2 separate regions of the Sus scrofa genome follow, and region 2 is linked to region 1. A link is a contact called in public HiChIP or PLAC-seq data. All regions are on one chromosome and are shown on one strand. The core of a region is the stretch at or near the end of the contact, and the rest is flanking DNA. Distances in the headings are between cores, read along the strand shown.

What was found. HiChIP or PLAC-seq counts read pairs in DNA pulled down with a chosen protein or histone mark.
Region 2: an H3K27ac HiChIP or PLAC-seq map of alveolar macrophages shows a contact between it and region 1, with 3 times the contacts expected there. The contact joins the enhancer-like site here to the promoter of ZNF710 in region 1. A contact is called at or near these places in 1 of 5 promoter capture datasets (liver), 15 of 47 Hi-C or Micro-C datasets (alveolar macrophages, blood, fetal heart ventricle and 6 more) and 2 of 2 datasets of contacts at active chromatin or transcription factors (alveolar macrophages and skeletal muscle).

The regions. Positions count from the first base shown.
Region 1 is chr7:55,569,800-55,575,298 of Sscrofa11.1, forward strand. ZNF710 (zinc finger protein 710) reads left to right here and starts at 2,649. Exons shown (of 5, transcript XM_021098970.1): 1 at 2,649-5,499.
Region 2 is chr7:55,635,066-55,640,564 of Sscrofa11.1, forward strand. ZNF710 (zinc finger protein 710) reads left to right here. Exons shown (of 5, transcript XM_021098970.1): 2 at 3,708-5,193. The coding sequence starts at 3,736. Among named protein-coding and RNA genes, the nearest start is that of IDH2, 38 kb to the right of the region's middle. Within about 2 kb of position 2,341, at least 52 of the 83 cell types and tissues checked have an H3K27ac peak or open chromatin away from gene starts, as enhancers often do. A contact at or near this core is called in alveolar macrophages, liver, retroperitoneal adipose tissue and 2 more, where this site is marked.

The DNA of each region.
Region 1 (5,499 bases), core at 1,399-3,898:
AACATGTCAATTGAAACACTAAAGAGCTGTGTTTCATCCCTTCACCGGCTTACAAGATTCCTCAGATTTTCAGAGATGGATATGAACATTCTGCAAGGTCTGTGACATGAATGCATCCTCCCACAGGGAAATCATCAGGATTAATAAACCCCATATTATTAGGAGTTCCCGTTGGCGCAGCAGAAATGAATCTGTCTAGTATCCATGAGGTTTCGGGTTCGACCCCAGGCCTCTCTCAGTGGGTCGATGATCCAGTGCTGCTGTGAGCTGTGGTGTAGGTCACAGATGTGGCTGGAATCTGGCGTTGCTGTGGCTGTGGGGTAGGCTGGCAGCTGTAGCTCTGCTTCTACCCATAGCCTGGTCACTTCCATATGCCACACCTGCGGCCCTACAAAGGAAAAACAAAACAAAACACCCCCCTCAAACCAAAAACCTTATACTAACAAATCTTCCCTCCCATTCCAGTTGGGGGAGGGGCAGGGAGCAGTTGTGGAAGGGGCTCCATTTACTGCTTTTGCAGCACAACAGCTGATTTCTTTCTCTTTGGTGTGAATATGGAGGCTTCCCCTTCCCAAGTTTGAGGAGGTCAGGGAGTTTGACTAAAAGGTAGTAGCATCTGGGAGTTCCCTTTGTGGCTCAGCGGTTAACAGGTTCTTACAAGGAGGTAATCTGGGAGAGAAAAAGATCATGGGGAGGTGTGAGGAGGGAACAGTCACTCTAAAGAAAAAGAGAAAACAGAGGTGCTGAAAGGATCTCCCAGCTGGATGCCCTGGCTACAAAGTCTGGCTCAGTGACTCCATAGCTGTTACCTTGGGAAAGTTTTATGCTTTTCTGTGCCTCAGTCTTCTCAGCTGTAAAATGATAATCAGAATATGACATTTACCTGGCACAAAGGTGACTGTACAGTATGTTTTTCCTAGTAGGTCCATTAAAGTGAAAAACCCGAAAACATCCCACAAATCCAGCAATTTGTTTAAACAAGAGAAAGGCACACCACATCATTCTTTTTTTTTTTTTTAATATTTTTTTTTCCCACTGTACAGCAAGGGGGTCAGGTTATCCTTACATGTATACATTGCAATTACAGTGCTATTCAGCAGGATCTCCTTGTAAATCTATTCTAAGTTGTGTCTGATAAGCCCAAGCTTCCGATCCCTCCCACTCCCTCCCCCTCCCAGCAGGCAGCCACAAGTCTCTTCTCCAAGTCCATGATTTTCTTTTCTGAGGAGATGTTCATTTGTGCTGGATATTAGATTCCAGTTATAAGTGATATCATATGGTATTTGTCTTTGTCTTTCTGGCTCATTTCACTCAGGATGAGATTCTCTAGTTCCATCCATGTTGCTGCAAATGGCATTATGTCATTCTTTTTTATGGCTGAGTAGTATTCCATTGTGTATATATACCACATCTTCCGAATCCAATCATCTGTCGATGGACATTTAGGTTGTTTCCATGTCCTGGCTATTGTGAATAGTGCTGCAATGAACATGTGGGTGCAACCACATCATTCTTAATTCGTTAAGAATGATGATTCTTTAATTCGTTAAGAATGATGATGTGGATGTTTTCAGACAGGGAAACACATCTGTGACACATTACTGGGTAAAAGTGGTTGCCAGTGCCTACACCACAGCCACTGCAACACCAGATCTGGGCCACATCTGCAACCTATGCCATGGCTTGTGGCAGCACCAGATCCTTAACCCGCTGAACAGGCCAGGGATCGAACCCGCATCCTCACAGAGACAATGTTGGGTCTTTAACCTGCTGAGCCACAATGGGAACTCCTACCTTGCATAGCTTTATTACCATGTGCATTTACATGTAGACATGAAGTGTCCAGAGATATATACCAAAATATAATATCTCTACAGGGTTCTTTTTTTGGGGGGGTGTCACACCAGTGGCATATGGAAGTTCCCAGGCTAGGGGTCCAATTGGAGCTGCATCTTTGACCTACACCACAGCTCACAACAATTCTAGGTCCTTAACCCACTGAGTGAGGCCAGGGATGGAACCCCCATCCTCATGGATACTAGTCGGATTTGATTCCGCTTTACCACAACGGAAATTCCTCTGCAGGGGTTCTTTTCCAGTTTTCCCTAGAATTATCAAATTCTCTCACAACGAACTTGTGTCATAAAGAAACAAGTGTAAAAGCTTTACAATGCAGGACTGGAGCCCCGGCATCTCCCTGGACTTGGGGAGCAATTTGCTGGTGTACAGTCCATCTGCAGACTGCTTGAAGAATGAGGAAATGAAGGAAAGGACTGAGAGGTTTTGAGAGATTTAATTTGGGCTCTGGAGGGGCCAAAAGTCTCTTTCTCCCTCTCTCCTCCCCAGCATGTACCTCCTTGTCTTCTTCTCTCCATTGGGGGCAAATACAACCAAGGGTCTGCTCCTAGGGGCCCTCCAGGATTTTACGAGGCTCCCTCTCTACTGATTTCTATTTGTTCTCAGGCAGGCTACACCTTCACTGATGAAGCCAGACCTTCGTAGTCACAGTCTTCCCAGTCGGGTCCTGTTCCTGAGATGATACCCTTGCCATCTTCATCAGATGTAGGAGTTCCCCAATCCCAGCCAGGGCACTTCTGAAGGAATGCTTCCTGCACGGCCAGCTCATCATGTTTGGGGCATGGTGAGTCACTCTAGTTTCAACCCAGAACATAAATCTCATTTCTATGTTGTAAGAACACTTCCCTGTCACTCCCTGATTTATAGCAATGAATAAAAGCTACCACATATTGAGGCTTGTGTCCCAGACACTGAGCTAGGTACAGGCTCATTTAAGCCTGAAAGAAAACCCTGTGAGGTTAAATGTTTTCATTCTCACTTCACAGATGAGAAAACTTATATTTAGAGAAGTCAAGTTGCCCAGGGATATGCGTCAAGTAAACCTGGGCCCTTCAACATAAGACACTGTCTCTGGCCTTATGTTGACCACAGGTCTTATCCCCATTTTATAAGAAAGGACACCGAGTTTAAGTCATCCTGCAGCTGCTTATCACCCAGGTTCATGACGTCTAGCAAGTGGGAGAGGCTAAAACTTGAACATCTCATTGATACCCAGCCCCCTCCCCCAATTATACCCTGACACACTCCCCTCCCCTACTTGTGCCTTGACACTGACCTAAGTGTCCCCACTCCCCGACTTGTACTCTCCACTGCAGCAAACACTTGCGGCAGCTCCAAGAATCTGTAAAAATGTGTTCTCTTGCCCTGGGGCCTTTGGACAGGCTGTGCCTTCCCCTGCATTTGCCTGGCAAAGGCATCGAGATGTAACCTCCTCCAGGAAGCCATCCCTGACCACCCTAGTCCCAGTACCCTTTTAAGTGCTTTCTTGACTCATCCTGACATATAACATTTGGCATTATGGTGGCCTGTCTTCCTTTTTCTTCCCCTGCCAGTTTGCAAAGCCTAGGTCAAGACCATATGTGTTATGGTTAGGTCTTCAGAGCTCAGCACACAAGCAAGCAGAGTAGGTCCTCAGTATTTGTCACATGAATGCTTGACGATCCCAGCTGTTTTGCTTTATTTGGAGGCTACAGCTTAGGTGCATGAAGCAGGCTATAAGACAGAAATGTGGCTTCTTGTGTACCCCCATCAAGAGGGCACAGTAGGGGATGCTCTGTGTACTCAGTGCACTGACACAAAAACCGTGGTGTCCTTCTTGCTAAAGCAAAGTCCCAGGCTACTGTTTTCTCACTCCCGGTCAGAAACAAATCATGTTCTGAGTGACTGGAGTCATCGCTCAACACCAGGAGCTGGTTTAGGGTAGGGTGAGGGGCAGTGGCCTTGGGGCTCCAGTCTCTAAAGGCCGAGGCCGGCGGGCTGGGGGGAGGGGTGAAGCGCGGCAGGTCCTGTCCCTGGGAGGCTGCAGTCACTGGGGGAGAGACAATGGGGCTCAGCATCTGCTCTTCGCTGGGAGAAGGGACCCTCCAGTGAAAAGCCAGGGAGAGCAGGGAAGTGTGGGAGGAATTGATGAGAAGGGGTGGAGCCAAGGAGACGCAGCCGGGAGGAAGGAAGAGAAGGGGAAGGAAGAGAGAAGGGAGGGGAGAGGATCCAGGCTTTTCCTTCCTTTCGATGACCTGGTCCTGAGCTACAGCCTTCTCTGGCATTGTTTCCTGCGGAAACTCTTGGGGCCCGCGAAGACTCACGTTTCTCCCCAAGCCCTGGCCACAGCCTAAGTCCAAGGGCCAGGCATCCAGCAGGTGCTCAATTCTTACTTGGGAAAATGAGATATGTGGCCAACTTTGCTCTGGGAACTTTTCCCCTGTCTTCTCCCCATTTCTCTGCAGAAGCAGAAGGCAGAGCAGGTCTTGGGAACACGCCCAGGCGCCCCAAGAAGAATTGGCCCTTCTTGGCGGCTCTGCCGAGCCCTGTCCGACGACTTGGAGTGAAGAAGCGGCTGGGAGTGGCGGGCTTCCAGGAGGTTGGAAGCCGAGGGTCCGGCCAGCCCAGGAGCCAGGAGGGAGGCCAGGCTGTGCCAAGCCCCGCGGCCCTGCAAGGAGGCAGAGGGAGCCCGACCCCAGCGCTGCCAACGGCCACGCCTCGGCGCCCCCCAGCAGTGCGCCTGGGGGCCGAGGCTCAGGCCCTGGTATTGGAGAGCCCACGAGGAGCCGATCCCAGCGGCTCCTCCGAGCCCCGGCCCCACCCGGGCCCTGGCGCTCGCAGCCCGCACCGCTCCCTCGAGTCTGGACGTCCAGGGCTCTGCAAACAGCTGTTTAAAGGCTTTTTACAGTTCAGTGCTCTGCGGGGATGTTTGTTCCAAGCCCATCTGCCTACTTTAAAAATATATAAGTAAAGAACACACCCAGCCTTCCACCTCTGGCTAGGGAGGGGCGGGCACGGCGGCCCCCGCCCGCACTTCGGTTGGAGCCGGCACCTAGCACCCAGTTCGCCCACCCCCACCAGGCTTCCCACGGGGTGGGGGTGGGGGGTCCCCCGGCTCTTTTGTGCCGGCCCGGGCCCCCCATTTCCATGCGAGGTTCTGACGCTCCCCCGCTTCAGTTAATCTTTGTTCCCCTTTTCTGCTGAGAGGAGAAAAAAAAAAAAAGAGAGAGAGAGAAAGAAAAGGAGGAAAAAAGGCGTGACTTGATTTTCAAACGAAACTCCCACAGCAAACAAAACCCTTTTAGAGAAATAAGAAAGGAGGAAGAAGGAAGAAAAGAGGGAAGAAAAAAAAAAAAGGAAAGAGAAAACCCTCCAGGCTTTCAATTTGAGTGGGAGAGTTGAACCGAAAGAAAGAGAAAGAAAGGAAGAAAAATCCTCTCTGCGGTAGAAAGAGAAAAGAAAACTTGGGCTGACAGGAGGGGGTGGGGGGTGGAAGGAAGTGAGAACACAAAAGAGAGATAAAAGGGCTGCTTTTCTGTCTCTCTTCCTCCGCGAGCCGGGTTAGGAGGAGCTGTTTTGCATCCCTTCACGTCAGCCCTGCCTCATTCCCTTCTTCCAGGGAGGGAGAGCGAGCGAGCGGGAGAGAGAGGGAGAGAGAGAGAG
Region 2 (5,499 bases), core at 1,091-3,590, 65 kb after region 1:
AACACACACACACACACACACACACACACACACACACAGCCTGCCTGGAACACTCAGCCCCATGAGCCTCTTAAACGTATATTTACAGGGTCATGTGTGTCTGATCAGGCAAGTGTCCATCCAGGAAAAGAGCGCAGGGGCCTGACTGGCCAGTTGGGCAGATAAGACGGCTTGATGGAGGCTTCTAGGAAGACGTGCTTTCTAAGTGGAGACTCAGAGAGGTGCTCTGGCTGCTCCCGAGGGGGACCCTGGTCCTCAGCGTGGCTGGAGCCTTGGACCACCCAGATAGAAACAGGTAGGGGGCTTCACATTGCAGTTTGCCCAGGGCCCGCCCCTGTCCTCCTTCTGACTCCTGGGAACCTGGGCAGGGGTTGGGGGGCAGGTCAGCAAACTGGCCCCTGAGGAGGCTGGGCTAGGTCGCACAGATGAGAGCTCGGAGCTGCAGGTGGAGCCGGGGGAGCTGGTGCTGACCCAGCTCAGCGCTCACTGCCAGGGCACTCTGGAGCATGACCTGGATGTCTGGGCTGTGGGGTGCGCTGCCTGCTACCTCCACCCCATGCCACCCCCATGGAGTTGTTTAGGATTAAAAGGCTCTCCTGGGACCTGGTGAGCACTCAGCCACCGAGTCTGTGGTCGGTTATTGGCACCTCTGTGTCCCCCTACTTGGGCACGAACTCTTCAGGAACAAGAGCTGTGGGCAGGTCCCCTTTTACACCAGGTGCAGCCCCAAAGTGAAACCTCCCGCAGCTCCCACGGGAGGACGGAGGATGATGCTGGTGGCCAAGGGCAGCTTCAGCCTGCACCTGGGGTCCTGGTGTAAGCCCTAGCAGTGGCCCTTTTCACTCTCAGAAGGTTCCTTCTGTAAGTTACACACTTACCCTCCCTGAGGGAACCAAACCCAGCCTGTGCTCTGGCTCCAGCTTTGTGTGTTTGTTTGTTTGCCTGCTCATTTGCCAACAAAGCCATGTTAAGTGTCTCTTTGCTCCTGTTCCCTGCAGGTGCCAGAAGAGGGGTGGGGCCGGGGACTGGGGCCGGGAGCAAAGCCCAGGGGGTAGGGAACTAACCCTGCCACCGATGTCTTCATCTTTTCTTCATCTCATCTCACTACCCCGGCAGTCAGGCACCACTTCCTCCGCAGAGATGAGGAAACCGAGGCTCAGGATGTGACAGATGTGCCTGAGCTAGAAGAGGACACAGTCCAGATTTGAACTTGGAATCCAGGGCCCAGTCCTGACCAGAGGCTCTGCTGTGGAGGGTCCATCCCTCTGCTCCCCTGGCCCTGCCTTTGGGGAAGTCTAGAAAAAGCGCTGAGCTGCTCATTTTCTCAAACCCACAGCAGACACAAAAAGCTGCCAGGGGCACAGCAGTCTGCTCTGGACACCCTGGGGGCAGGGATCCTCCTCGTCCACCTTTCCCTCTAAGCGCAGGGCCCAACCCATAGCAGGGACTTAGCAAATATTTGAATGAGTTCGCAGTGCCTAGCAGCTGTCGCAGAATCACCCAAACCTTTGCTGAATTTAGGGCCCCAGAATAGAGAAATCTCAGCTCTGTGGTTTTCATCAGAAGAGTAACGGTAACGAACCCAAGTAGTATCCATGAGCCCTCGTTCAGTGGGTTAAGGATCTGGTGTTGTAGGTCGGCAGCTGTAGCTCTGATTCAGCCCCTAGCCTGGGAACTTGCATATGCTTCAGGTGCAGCCCTAAAAAGACAAAAAGAGAAAAGATCCAGAGATCTAGGTGGATAAAAGTGATTCTTTACATTTGGTGAGGGCTTTGTAATTAACTAACCCCCTTCATCTATGTTGCGGCCTCGGCACTCACTACCCTTCCATGGGTAGGTGTTTGCATCTCCATGTGGGGATGGGGAAACTGAGATGCAAAAGTGACTTTGAGGGAACTTTGCTTAGTCACTTGCACATGACAGAGCTGGGACCTGAGGCCACGCTGCCTGACTCCCAGTTGAGTGCTCTTTCCCACGGAGGGTGGGAGGTGAGCTCTGAATCAGGCCCCCCAGTCTGTTCAAGGTGGACGCAGAGGTTTCGTTCTATCAGCCCTCTTCCATGAGAGCCCCGCTTTACGCTTCATCTTTAGTGTCTGTTTCAAGGAGGCTAAATGTCTCTCTGGGGTATTTTATTTTTAGCTGCTTCAGGAAGGGGAAGCTCCTCTGGCCTGTGGGGGGAGGGAGACACCAGGCCCCGGCCGGAGCGCATTTCCTGAGGAAGTGCCGCCGCCGCCGCCGCTGCTGCCGCCGCCAGCGGCCGTGCACCTGACCCTGGCCTGGGAGGAGAGCGGGCGAGGCAGGCAGGCAGGCAGGCAGGCGGGAGCCACCCAGTCCCCCTTCCTTATGGAGCTGGGGGCGGGGTACAATCTGATGAGTATCTGAGGCCCTCCCACATCCGGGCCTGTGGGGAGGGCTGGGAAGCCTGGGGGGCTGGCAGGAGGAGCCAGGGGCGGGGCGGGGCGGGGCGGGGCGGGGGAGTTGGAGCGGTTCCCGTGTGCAAAGGTTGGAGGGCATGGAGGGCTGTGGCGCCGCTGGAGCCCCTAGGAAGGCTGGAAGCCACTGCCCCCGAGGTTTCGACCCTTCAAAAACACCTGTTGAATCTGAGTGCTTGACCATGAACCTGGGAGCCGGTTTTCTCAAACTTATTCTGGTTTGTCACAGAACCAGTCTTCCAAATCAGATCTTACATGGGATTCCAGTGTACAAATCAGACACAAGCTATGCTATCAATGAGTTTAGATACTTAAATGTCTCACATTTAACTAATCAAGAACAATGACCTGTTGTGATAGACACAGTCATTTAGCATAAGGGCTGATGGCAGTACCTGCTCTCTGAGATCGGCCTCGGTACCTAATTTATTTTTGTGTGTTGCCTTGTTTTGGCCCAGTGAAAAAACCCAAATGCTTCCTTCACATGGCCAAGCCATTACAAATGGTGGCTATTGTTTAACACCTACCTCACTGTACAGTCTCAAAGTCTATGCAAAATTAATTACACCTTGGCTGTAAAGCGAGTGGGCCTACTGGATGTGTTGGGACAAAGTATATGTATTCCATTTCAGTAGATGGGTTTTGTAAAAATCAGCTTTTAGGAGTTCCTATTGTGGTTCAGCTGTAACAAACCCAACTAGTATCCATGAGGACACAGGTTTGATCCCTGTCCTCGCTCGGGGTTAAGGCTCCGACAAGCTGCAGTGTAGGTCGCAGATGTGGCTCAGATCTGGTGCTGCTGTGGCTGTGGTGTAGGCTGGCAGCTGCAGTTCCAATTCAACCCCTAAGCACCTGGGAACTTCCATATGCCGCAGGTGCAGCCTTAAAAAAAAAAAAATCAGTTTTTAGAATAGGAGAATCTTAATTTTTTTTGCAATGTTGGATCCAGTTTTTGAGGAACTACTGGAGGACATTTAGAACATAGTTTGAGAACCACTGAAGAAAGCCAACCTCTCTGTTTCAAGGGTGGGAAGACTGAGGCATGCGTGGAGGCAGGGCTTAGCCATGATCCCACAGGGAGATGAAGGAGATGGTCAGATACACAAAGGGTGTCATTGCTCCCCATAATTACAAGTGTCCACTTCTCAAGACAGGGATAGAAAGACATCAGGGACAGACACACCCCAAAATTGGCTGAGCCCTTGCTGAGTGTGTCTGTCTGTTGTCTCTGCAACACTGAGCCGGCAGTGCTAACGATCCCTTCTCCTCTTGCAGCGATGCCCTCCTAGCCAGCCGCCACGGGATGGAGGGCTTCATGGACTCAGGGACACAGACGGATGCTGTGGTGGTGCTGTCCTTGGCTCAGGCCGCTGTGCTGGGCCTCGTCTCAGAAAATGAGCTCTTTGGAGCCACCATAAGCGCCGAAGCCTTCTACCCGGACCTGGGGCCGGAGCTGTCTGGGGTGGCCATGGGGGAGCCCCGGCCCCCAGGCCCCGATGTCTACCAGCTGGCCTGCAACGGGCGGGCCCTGGAGGAGCCGGCAGAGGAGGAGGTGCTGGAGGTGGAGGCGGCCTTTGAGAAGCACACCCGGCGGAAGACGCGGCCGCCTGTGCGGCTGGTGCCCAAGGTCAAGTTTGAGAAAGTGGAGGAGGAGGAGCAGGAGGTCTACGAAGTGTCAGTGCCCGGTGACGACAAGGATGCAGGCCCGGCAGAGGCTCCTGCCGAGGTAGCCAGTGGCGGCTGCGAGGCCCTGGTGCAGAGCAGCGCCGTCAAGATGATTGACCTCAGCGTCTTCAGCCGCAAGCCCCGGACACTTCGGCACCTGCCTCGAACCCCACGGCCGGAGCTGGACGTAGCCCCCTACGACCCCCACTTCCCTGACCCGGCCCGGGACAGCTTCCCCGAGCCGAGCATGGCGCTACCTGGGCCAGAGGCCTTGCCGGCGGAGTGCGGTTTCGAACCGCCGCACCTGGCACCCCTGAGCGACCCTGAGGCTCCCACCATGGAGTCTCCGGAGCCCGTGAAGCCAGAACAGGGCTTCGTGTGGCAAGAGGCAGGCGAGTTCGAGGCTGATGCGGCGGGCTCGACAGTGGAGCGTCACAAGAAGGCCCAACTGGACCGGCTGGACATCAACGTGCAGATTGATGACTCGTACCTGGTGGAGGCGGGAGACCGCCAGAAGCGCTGGCAGTGCCGCATGTGCGAGAAGTCCTACACATCCAAGTACAACCTGGTGACGCACATCCTGGGCCACAACGGCATCAAGCCGCACTCGTGCCCGCATTGCAGCAAGCTCTTCAAGCAGCCTAGCCATTTGCAGACACACCTGCTGACGCACCAGGGCACCCGGCCGCACAAGTGCCAGGTGTGCCAGAAGGCCTTCACACAGACCAGCCACCTCAAGCGTCACATGCTGCTGCACTCGGAGGTCAAGCCCTACAGCTGCCATTTCTGTGGCCGCGGCTTTGCCTACCCCAGCGAGCTCAAGGCCCACGAGGTGAAGCATGAGAGCGGCCGCTGCCATGTGTGCGTCGAGTGTGGCCTGGACTTCTCCACCCTGACCCAGCTCAAGCGCCACCTGGCCTCCCACCAGGGCCCCACCCTCTACCAGTGCCTCGAGTGCGACAAGTCCTTCCACTACCGCAGCCAGCTGCAGAACCACATGCTCAAGCACCAGAACGTGCGGCCCTTCGTGTGTACCGAGTGCGGCATGGAGTTCAGCCAGATCCACCACCTCAAGCAGCACTCACTCACCCACAAGGTAAGGCCTCCTGCCCGCCCCCCTTCCCCAGGGGCTTGGCCCCAGGCCTGAGGCTCTGCCCTCTGCTCCTGCCACGCTTTCATCCAGCATGTCCCAAAGTGCTGAACACTTGCTGAGTTGTTATTTTATTTATTTATTTTTTTTTTGTCTTTTTGTCTTTTTGTCTTTTGAGGGCTGCACCTGCAGCATATGTAGGTTCCCAGGCTAGGGGTCTAACTGGAGCTGTAGCCACCGGCCTGCACCACAGCCACAGCAATGCCAGATCCGAGCCGCATCTGTGACCTACACCACAGCTCACGGCAGTGC